Regions from separate parts of the Hordeum vulgare genome. Here region 1 is linked to region 2. The links are chromatin contacts, called in public Hi-C maps. All regions are on one chromosome and are shown on one strand. Each heading gives the region's core, a stretch centred on a gene start, on an enhancer-like site or on the middle of the called end of the contact. The rest is flanking DNA. Distances are from core to core; before and after follow the strand shown. Region 1 holds the start of LOC123449176 (26S proteasome non-ATPase regulatory subunit 4 homolog). Region 2 holds the start of LOC123449175 (acyl-CoA-binding domain-containing protein 5-like).

Region 1 (4,200 bases), core at 604-3,103, 200 kb before region 2:
CAAAACTTGGACATGTGTTACCATTATGAATTCAATGACAAACAAACTAGTCAACTTTTTTTGCTTCTGTAAGATACGCGATAGTGTTAACCATGTAGTAACTAGGAATTACAGAAGTACCATTATTATTAGCAGATAAAATATTGTACTAGGCAGTCCAAGCATGGGGAAGCTAAAACAGATCTAGTTTATTACGATGTATAGTATTCAAGGACAGAAAACTCCAACATTAAATTAGGCATTGGATAATGAAAATACCTTCAGTAGATCTGCGTCAACATCAGCAGGAGCATTTAAGGTAAGTTCCGCTTCAGCCATAATAGCATCAGTAGAGCTTGAGGCCTGATCCTTGTTGTCTTCTGCAGCTTTTTTCGCGATAGCCTCTTGCCTAGCTCGCTCTTCCTCCATAGACAACCGTAGGGCAAGTGCCAACTCTGGATCCACATTTGGGTCCACGCCAAAATCATACCCAGTAGCTCCAGTGGCTGCAGCAGCAGCTGCAGAAGCAGCAAAGCCACTTCCACCTTCTTCACCGGTGAAGATAGGAGTGCTGTGAAACAGTTAGGGGTTATAACTCGTCAACCAAAGTACATCGTCATATCAAACTAGAGCCCTAAGGATATCAAACAAAGCAAATTACCTTATAAGAACATCAGAAAGGGCATGATCACCCGGAGGGACATGGACAATGTGGCTGCTATCACTGCTGTTCACAGCAGCGATCAGCGCTTCCAGTTTCTCAGGCTTTTCATCATCAGTTTCACCAAAATCAACAACGTCAAGGGCAACATTATTCTTCTTCAGCTTCTTCCCTATTGTCTCCAAAACTTTCTTGTCGTATTTCACAGGGCTGAGATATGAGGACAATGAAATTAGCGTAATTCAGACAAAACAGGGTCAACAGAAGTTATCTTGCTCATTTGCTCAACATACCTTCCAATGAAAACAATAATTCTCTGTTGTTGCCTCTTATTCTGGCGATGCTTGAGAGCCAGCTGAGCAACCTGAATAGCTGCAGCCAAGTTTGCTTCAGCTCCAACTTCCAGCCCTGTGCATTAAATCGTTGGAGATCACTTAGTCAAAGAACTAAAATTCCTACTTTTGCTAGTATATTTTGCGAAACAAAGGCCTGCTAACGGGCGTACTATCACCAAACGCCATCCAAAAGGCTACACCATCTAATCCTATCCAAGCTCGACGAGCTTACATACTTACATTGAAACCCTAAACTATTAGGTACACGAGTTCTGCGCTGGTACGAGGCATAAGAAACTTTGTAACGGCGGAAATTCGGGTAGTGACGGGAGCTTACCGTGCATACAGGCGAGGATCTTGCCGAGGTCGCTGGTGGGGGTGACAAGCACGCGCACGCCCTTGCCGGCCATCGTCATGACGCCCACCGTATTCTCCGGGTTCGACTGCAAGAGACCACCGACAAACAAGTCAGATCCGGAACCCAAAACCCTAGCCCACACACACATCGAGACCTAACCCGATCGATCGATCGGTTCGGAGGGGGCGCGGTACCTGGGTCTTGGCGCCGCAGATGAGGTTGACGGCGTCGGCCTGCGCCTGGAAGCGGGACGGCGAGTAGTCGCCGTTCCGCATCCACTCCGAGTTGTCTATGCAGATCATCGTCGACTGCAAAAGGAGGGGAAACCAAACAAACGGTGAGAAATCGCTAGGAATCGGAGCTTGGCGGAGGCGATCTGGGAGGCCGGCGGGCGGTACTGACCTCGAGCACCATGGTTGCGCCGCTGTGGGTCGCGCTGCAGTCGAGGGTTCGGGTTGGGGAACAAGGGGAACAAACTGATCCAAGGGGGAGGAGAGGGCTGGAGTTCTTATTTGCGGCGTCGCCTTGGTGGACGTGGATTGCTTTCTGTGGAGGAAACCGATTCGAGACTTGGTACGCCTCGGTCCGGCCCGCGGTGGAACCGGACTGCTTTCTGACCTGTTGGGCCTGATTTGTAGACCCATAAAAGAAAGTCACCATGGGTCTAGTCTCGATTTTGTTTGCCAGTACCGTCCTGACTGGAAAATCCTATTTGCCGTTTTGTGCGAAGCGGTGTCGAGGCTTCTCACAGAGCTGGTCGGGTATCAGCCTGATCCAGATAGCGAGGGTGCCGTGTCCGGTTTTGGCAACCTTCTGAGGTTTCAACCGGTTTTTTTGGGTTTTGGGAAATTCCTAGAAGGTTTCCTGAACTGTTTTTTCTTTATTTTTTTGTTTTTTCTTTTTCTTTCTGTTTCTGTTCAAAATTGTTCTGGATTTGAGAAAATGTTCTGGAATTTGAAAAAAAAATCAGAATGAAAAAAGTTCAAGATTTTGAAAAATGTTCTGAATTTTGAAAAAATGTTTCGTATTTTTAGAAAAAACAATTTTGAAAAAATGTTATGGAATTTGAAAAAAAAATCGGAAATTAAAATATGTTCCCGAATTTAAAAAAATTCTAGATTTTGAAAAATATTTTGGAATTTGAAAAACTGTTTCGGAATTTGAAAAAATGTTCCGGAATTTAAAACAATGTTCCGGAATTTGAAAAAATGTTCCAGAATTTTGAAAAATGTTTTGGAATTCTAAAATATGTTACGAAATTTGAAAAAATGTTCTGAAATTTTTATATAAATGTTTCGGACTTTTCATAGAAATATTCCGAAATTTTACAAAATGTTATGGAATTCAAAAACATGTAGAATTTTGGAAATCGTGAAAACTATTCTGAAATATACGAATAAGTTTTGTAAACAGAACATTTTCAAATTGTGAATAAATTTTATTATCGCTAACAGTTCAAAACAGCACACGAAACTGCACAAACGCGCGCGCGGCCCATAAAGCCCGCCAGGGACACGCGTGTGTGCGAAAGGGCACCAACTTGACGCACAACGCGTCATATAGGAGGTCCCGTCCTCACTTTCCACCGGGGTTTTGCCCTAGTCCACTTGTCCTACGGTAATCATGTCTGACCTTCATCTTATCCTCATCGTCATCGATCGCTTTCACCGGGAGTGAAGCAAATATATGGCCGTGGCCGCTAATGTTTTGGAATATTCGGAGTTCTAGGAATCGCTGGACTCGCAACGAAAACGGTTCCCAGCCACATCATAACACAAAGTTTATCCGAAGATGCTAAATTTCCCTCGAAATCATATATACACCTAAGGCTCTCCTTGGAATCGGTGTATTTTTCTATACTGGTATTTATTTTACAGGTGTATCTTACCGGTCGTATGTGATTTTCAACTGAAAAAGAAAACGATGGAGCAAGGTCTGTATCTTTTACCGGTGTAAAGCTCTGGAAAAAAACAATCCAATGAGGGCCTAAAAGGTTCATTAATTTACCTTAATTATTTTGACAAGCAGTCTATCCACCTCCACCTCAGTACACACAGATCACATCGTTTCCACACCATCATAATTGAATGTCGTGGGTTCACACTTCAAAGAAAATAAGAGTTCTCGCTACGGCGCTACAACCCTTTCTTCTCCCAATGAGTGGCAGTTTTCGAAGAATCACACAACGCGTTAGCATCCCTATTCATATTTTCAAGGCACATCCACATTTGGATCACTAGCCGTTCTCCCACGTGAGATAAAACGAATGCCACTTTTGGAAATATGCCCTATAGGCAATAATAAAATGGTTATTATCATATTTCCTTGTTCATGATAATCGTCTATTGTTCATGATATAATTGTATTAACAGAAAATAATAATACATGTGTGAATAAATAGATCACAATGTGTCCCTAGCAAGCCTCTAGTTGGCTAGCTCGTTAATCAATAGATGATCATGGTTTCCTCATCATGGGCATTAGATGTCACTGATAACGGGATCACATCATTGGGAGAATGATGTGATGGACAAGACCCAATCCTAAGCATAACACTAGATCGTATTGTTTGTATACTAAAGATTTTCTAATGTCAAGTGTCTTTTCCTTCGACCATGAGATTGTGCAACTCCCGGACACCGTAGGAGTGCTTTGGGTGTATCAAACGTCACAGCGTAACTGGGTGACTATAAAGGTGCACTACGGGTACCTCCGAAAGTGTCTGTTGGGTTGGTACGAATCGAGATCGGGATTTGTCACTCCGTATGACGGAGAGATATCCCTGGGCCCACTCGGTAGAACATCATCATGAGCTCAATGTGACTAAGGAGTTGGTCACAGGATGATGTGCTACGGAACGAGTAAAG
Region 2 (4,265 bases), core at 892-3,391:
ACGAAGTCTACCATGAGTAGAACATCTTCTGTACCCGTCTTCGCCGAGCATAATCGTCAACAGTGGCTCGAGAATCTGCTCCATGGTATGCTTATGCATAGTAGTATTAGAAACATATGAATGGAGATTCCAGACTCCCTGAGGACGCCTCTTTAATTTTGTTGTTCACTGTCACTTATTACTTCTTTCTTTTATTTACCTTTATGTCATTCAGTTACAAGTCATATTTTACACAATCCTTATTTAAATCCGCACTCTCTACTTCAAGTATATAGTTATCTGCAGGCACAAAGTTACATAATTCTATACAAAGGGCGAAAGCCTGATTCCCGTGCTCCCTATAAAATTGATACTCTCACTTCGAAAAGGCCACAACTAAACTATGTGCACTTGCACGCTATTAGTAGGTATAGTACTACATGAGTAATTTTTTATTTTGACTCCGTTTTTCTAAGAGTGAGAGCATCTATAGTCGAACGCCCCAAACTTGCTACATACGCGAGGGCAGGCCGCCCAGTCACTGACGAGTCACCAAAATTTGACCCCGTTGGGCGCCACAAACGAGCCTCAAATGTCCGGGATGTCCGGTGCCCCTCACATTCGACCCAAATATGAGGGCGCCCGGGCGTGTTCGAGCACGTCGGCCTGGCCCGTGTTGGCCCAGCATCAACCCCACATATATTCATCCCCATCCGCTCGTCGGACCAAATCCTAGCCACTTCACACTCCACTCCCCTCCACTCCCTCCGCCACCCCAACCTCTTCTCTGGTGATTTCTGGTCGTCTCCGGCATGGGGGGCAGCGGATCTGACTTCGACAAGTCTGGATCCGTCGACTGGGATGTCATCCCATGCAGGTTGGTGGAGGCAATCGCGGTCCGCATTGCACTCCGACATTTCTGTAAGGACATCACCCGGCACACGGCAGGATCCTACGCGACTCCATAACGTCGACTCAACAAGTGCTCGGGTTCTTTGAGGCTAGATCATCGCGGTCCTGGAGCAGATACACGATGTGTGTAATGCATCGACATTGTTGTATGAGTTTGTATGAATTTGCGATATGCTATTTAAGGTGCCCGTTTATGAGAAGGTAAATTTGAGGCTAGGTCGGTGCGCGGGAGCCGGACACATCCATGAACGTTTGAGGAGACGGATTTACATAGTCCGTATGTAGATTCTCATGGGTTAGGAAGAGGGGGAATGGAGGGTAAACGCTTCCACCCGGCGCGCCGGCCGAATCGTTTGGCCGGTCGCGCGCGGGCCACACGCCTCGCTCGTAGATGCATGCAACATTTTTTCGTCAAATTTGCTGCAATCATGTGTTATTTTGATACAAATGTTTTCCATGCAACTTTTTTTCTCGTCTAAATTTGTCGCAACCAACGTTCATATTTGCTACAAGCGTTTTTTATTTACTACATTTGTCCAATAAAAAAGCTGCATATACGTTTGGTTGCAACTCGAGTTTGTTGGATTTTTGCTACAACCGACGTTTTGATTTTTGCTACAACCGCGTTATTTTTTGCTACAACCGGTATTATTTTTTGCTGCAACCGTTTACTAAAAAGTTACATACACGTCACGTAGATATTTGCTACAACCGCCGTTTGACTTTTGCTACCACGCATCATCTTCTTCGTTTTTTGCTACGATCACGTAGATATTTTTTTATATATTTCTTTTTTGCAACCATCGACGAAAATTAATGTACAGCGTCAAAATTTGTTGCATCGAAAAAAAATATTACATGAAAATCTAACGGCGCGGACCGCCTACAGCTGGCAGATCGGGCGGCCGGCCGCGCCGGAGCAGACCATCGCCCGGAGGGACTCGTAGGAAAGAAAATGATCATCAATATCTTGGAGAAATTTCGCACCGAAAGCGCGCAGCACACGCAAAGCAAGCAAAAGGACGAAACCCACCCACCCAAATCTCCGAACTTCGGCGGTCCGGCACTCGCTGTCTCCGTCGCCGCCCTTCTCGCCGATGACCTCCCTCGTCGCGTAGCCGGGCGCAAGGAAACGAAAATCCCCTGACGGCGTCGCCCCAAGCAGCTCGCGGTCGACGAGACCTTTTCCCCACATCCCTCCCCCGTGGCGGTCGTATCCGCCCCCGAATATGCCTCTCCCTTTTGGCGCCCCACCCCGCTTTCCTTTACTCTCTCCCCCCTCCCCCGCACCCACCTCCGTCTCTACCCTCGTCTCTTCTGCTCCCTCCCCTGTTTCCGCTTTCCCTTTCCCCCTTCCCCTCGCCGACCCAACCGAACAAGAAAAGAAGCGAGAAGCCGCATCCGCTGCCTCGCTTCCTCGCCCACCCGGGATTCATGGAGCTGCTGTTCGAGCTGCTCCTCACGGCGGCGGCCACCCTCCTCGTCGCCGTCCTGCTCGCCAAGCTCTTCTCCGGGAACAATGATCCACCCCGCCGCGATCGCGCGGCGGGGCCCGCTGACGTGATCGCGGAGGAAAAGGCGGAGGAGGAGAGGGTCATCGAGGTCGACGAGGTCGAGGCGGAGGCAGCGTGGGCGGATGTGGCGGCGCCGTCTCTCGCCGAGGGGTGGGTCGAGGTGGAGAAGGCCCCCGCGACCGTCGCGGAGGGGAGGACCGAGTGGGTGGCCGCCGAAGAGGGGGTTCCGGCGACGCTTCTTGCTCCGGAGCTGTTCCTTGGTGCCGTGTCGCAGGAACAGAAGGAGGAGGGTGAAGTTGGCAAGAAGCAGCCCGATTTGACCGCTGCCACGGAGGCGGCTGTCGAAGCGAAGCCGCGGGATTCGGGCGCCGAATCTTCTCACGGCGAGGTTCTTTGCGTGGAGCTGGAGGAAGAGACAGGCCATCAGCATGATCTGGGTGCTGAAGTTGCCCCGAGTGAAGTCCCTGTTGCGGGATTGCAGAAGCAGGAAGTTCAGGCTACGGAAGCTGTTGGAGTGAAGCAGCTTCATCTGGATGTGGGGGCTGCTGCTGCAGAAGTTACTGATGCAGGACTGGAGGAGGAGGAGGAGGGAGCACAAGCTGCTGAAGTGATTCCGCGTGAATTGGCTTCCGACACTCTGCCTGCAGATGTTCTTGACGCTGTACCTGGGAAGCAGGAGGAGCAAGTCATTGAAGCGAATCAGCACGAATCGGCTCCCGTTGCGGCTCCAAGAGTGATCCCCGATGCCGCAGCAAAGGATGAGGAAATGAAACAAGAATCTGTCGAAGAAGTTGTTGTTCCACATGAAGAAGTTCAGAATAAGGAGGAAGCTCAATGTGAGGCCGGCACGGTTGATCAGCAAGAAAAACTGGTCTCTAAGGAGGAGCTGGCTCTTAAGAAATCTGATGATCTAAATGTCAGCCAAGAAGTCGTCCCTAATGACAAAGTGGTTGTTCAGTTACCGGAGGAGGAAACGACATTGCTAGGGATGCCGGAAGACGAGGCTAGAGCAAGCATGGAGTTTGAAGAGTGGGAAGGGATCGAGAGGAGTGAAGTGGAGAAGAGATTTGGTGCAGCAGCAGCATTTGCAGCTAGTGACACTGGGACGGCTGCTCTGTCGAAGCTGAATAGCGATGTGCAGCTGCAGCTGCAGGGACTTCTCAAGGTTGCAGTTGATGGTCCCTGTTATGATGCTGCACAACCACTTACACTGAGACCTTCTTCTCGTGCAAAATGGTATGTCTTTCATCTCTCTGTGATATTCTGATTCCACTTATCTTTCTTATGATGCAGCAAGTCATATTAGTCAATGATATTTTACAAAACACGTTTGAGTACCCAACCCCCCTGCGAGTGGTAATAACATTGGACCTTTCTATATTTATTCAAGGAAGGTGGGGTGTACTAAGTCTCAGTTATAACTTATAACTAGGAAGAAATAACATGAACAACTGAGTTGTTTTGTGCTTAACTGTTGCAAGTTGGCAAAAGACCAAAAAGGTAGCTACACCATAACGGGAATCAAATTTATCTGGTACCGTGTCTATTACTTCTAATGGGGACTATGATTAAAAGCATAAGGCTGTCTCTGCTACATTGTTGTGCTTAGAAGTCACACACTTAAACCAAGTAACTAACATTGTTGTGTGTAAGGATGTCTCTGCTACATTGATCTGGCAATGCATAAGGCTGCATGATTGACAGGGAATATTTTTTGAGTTTTTGAATAAACCACACACAAATCTAGTGTTATACTTGACAGAGTGCAATTTAGTAACTAATAGAAGCAGGCGCAACACATTCTGTGTGCATAAGTAATTAAGTACAACACGAACCAAGCATAGCAACCACAAGCATATT

The links. Hi-C and Micro-C count contacts between places; a contact is called where the count stands out from the background.
Region 1: a Hi-C map of leaf shows a contact between it and region 2, with 4 times the contacts expected there. The contact joins the promoter of LOC123449176 here to the promoter of LOC123449175 in region 2. A contact is called at or near these places in 4 of 6 Hi-C or Micro-C datasets (leaf, seedling and an unstated tissue) and 1 of 1 datasets of contacts at active chromatin or transcription factors (embryo).

Annotation. Positions count from the first base shown.
Region 1 is chr4H:507,767,625-507,771,824 of MorexV3_pseudomolecules_assembly, reverse strand. It overlaps LOC123449176 (26S proteasome non-ATPase regulatory subunit 4 homolog), which reads right to left and starts at 1,853. Exons shown (of 11, transcript XM_045126288.1): 1 at 1,736-1,853; 2 at 1,528-1,641; 3 at 1,313-1,418; 4 at 934-1,048; 5 at 641-850; 6 at 259-550. The coding sequence starts at 1,747.
Region 2 is chr4H:507,568,066-507,572,330 of MorexV3_pseudomolecules_assembly, reverse strand. LOC123449175 (acyl-CoA-binding domain-containing protein 5-like) reads left to right here and starts at 2,141. Exons shown (of 5, transcript XM_045126285.1): 1 at 2,141-3,641. The coding sequence starts at 2,326.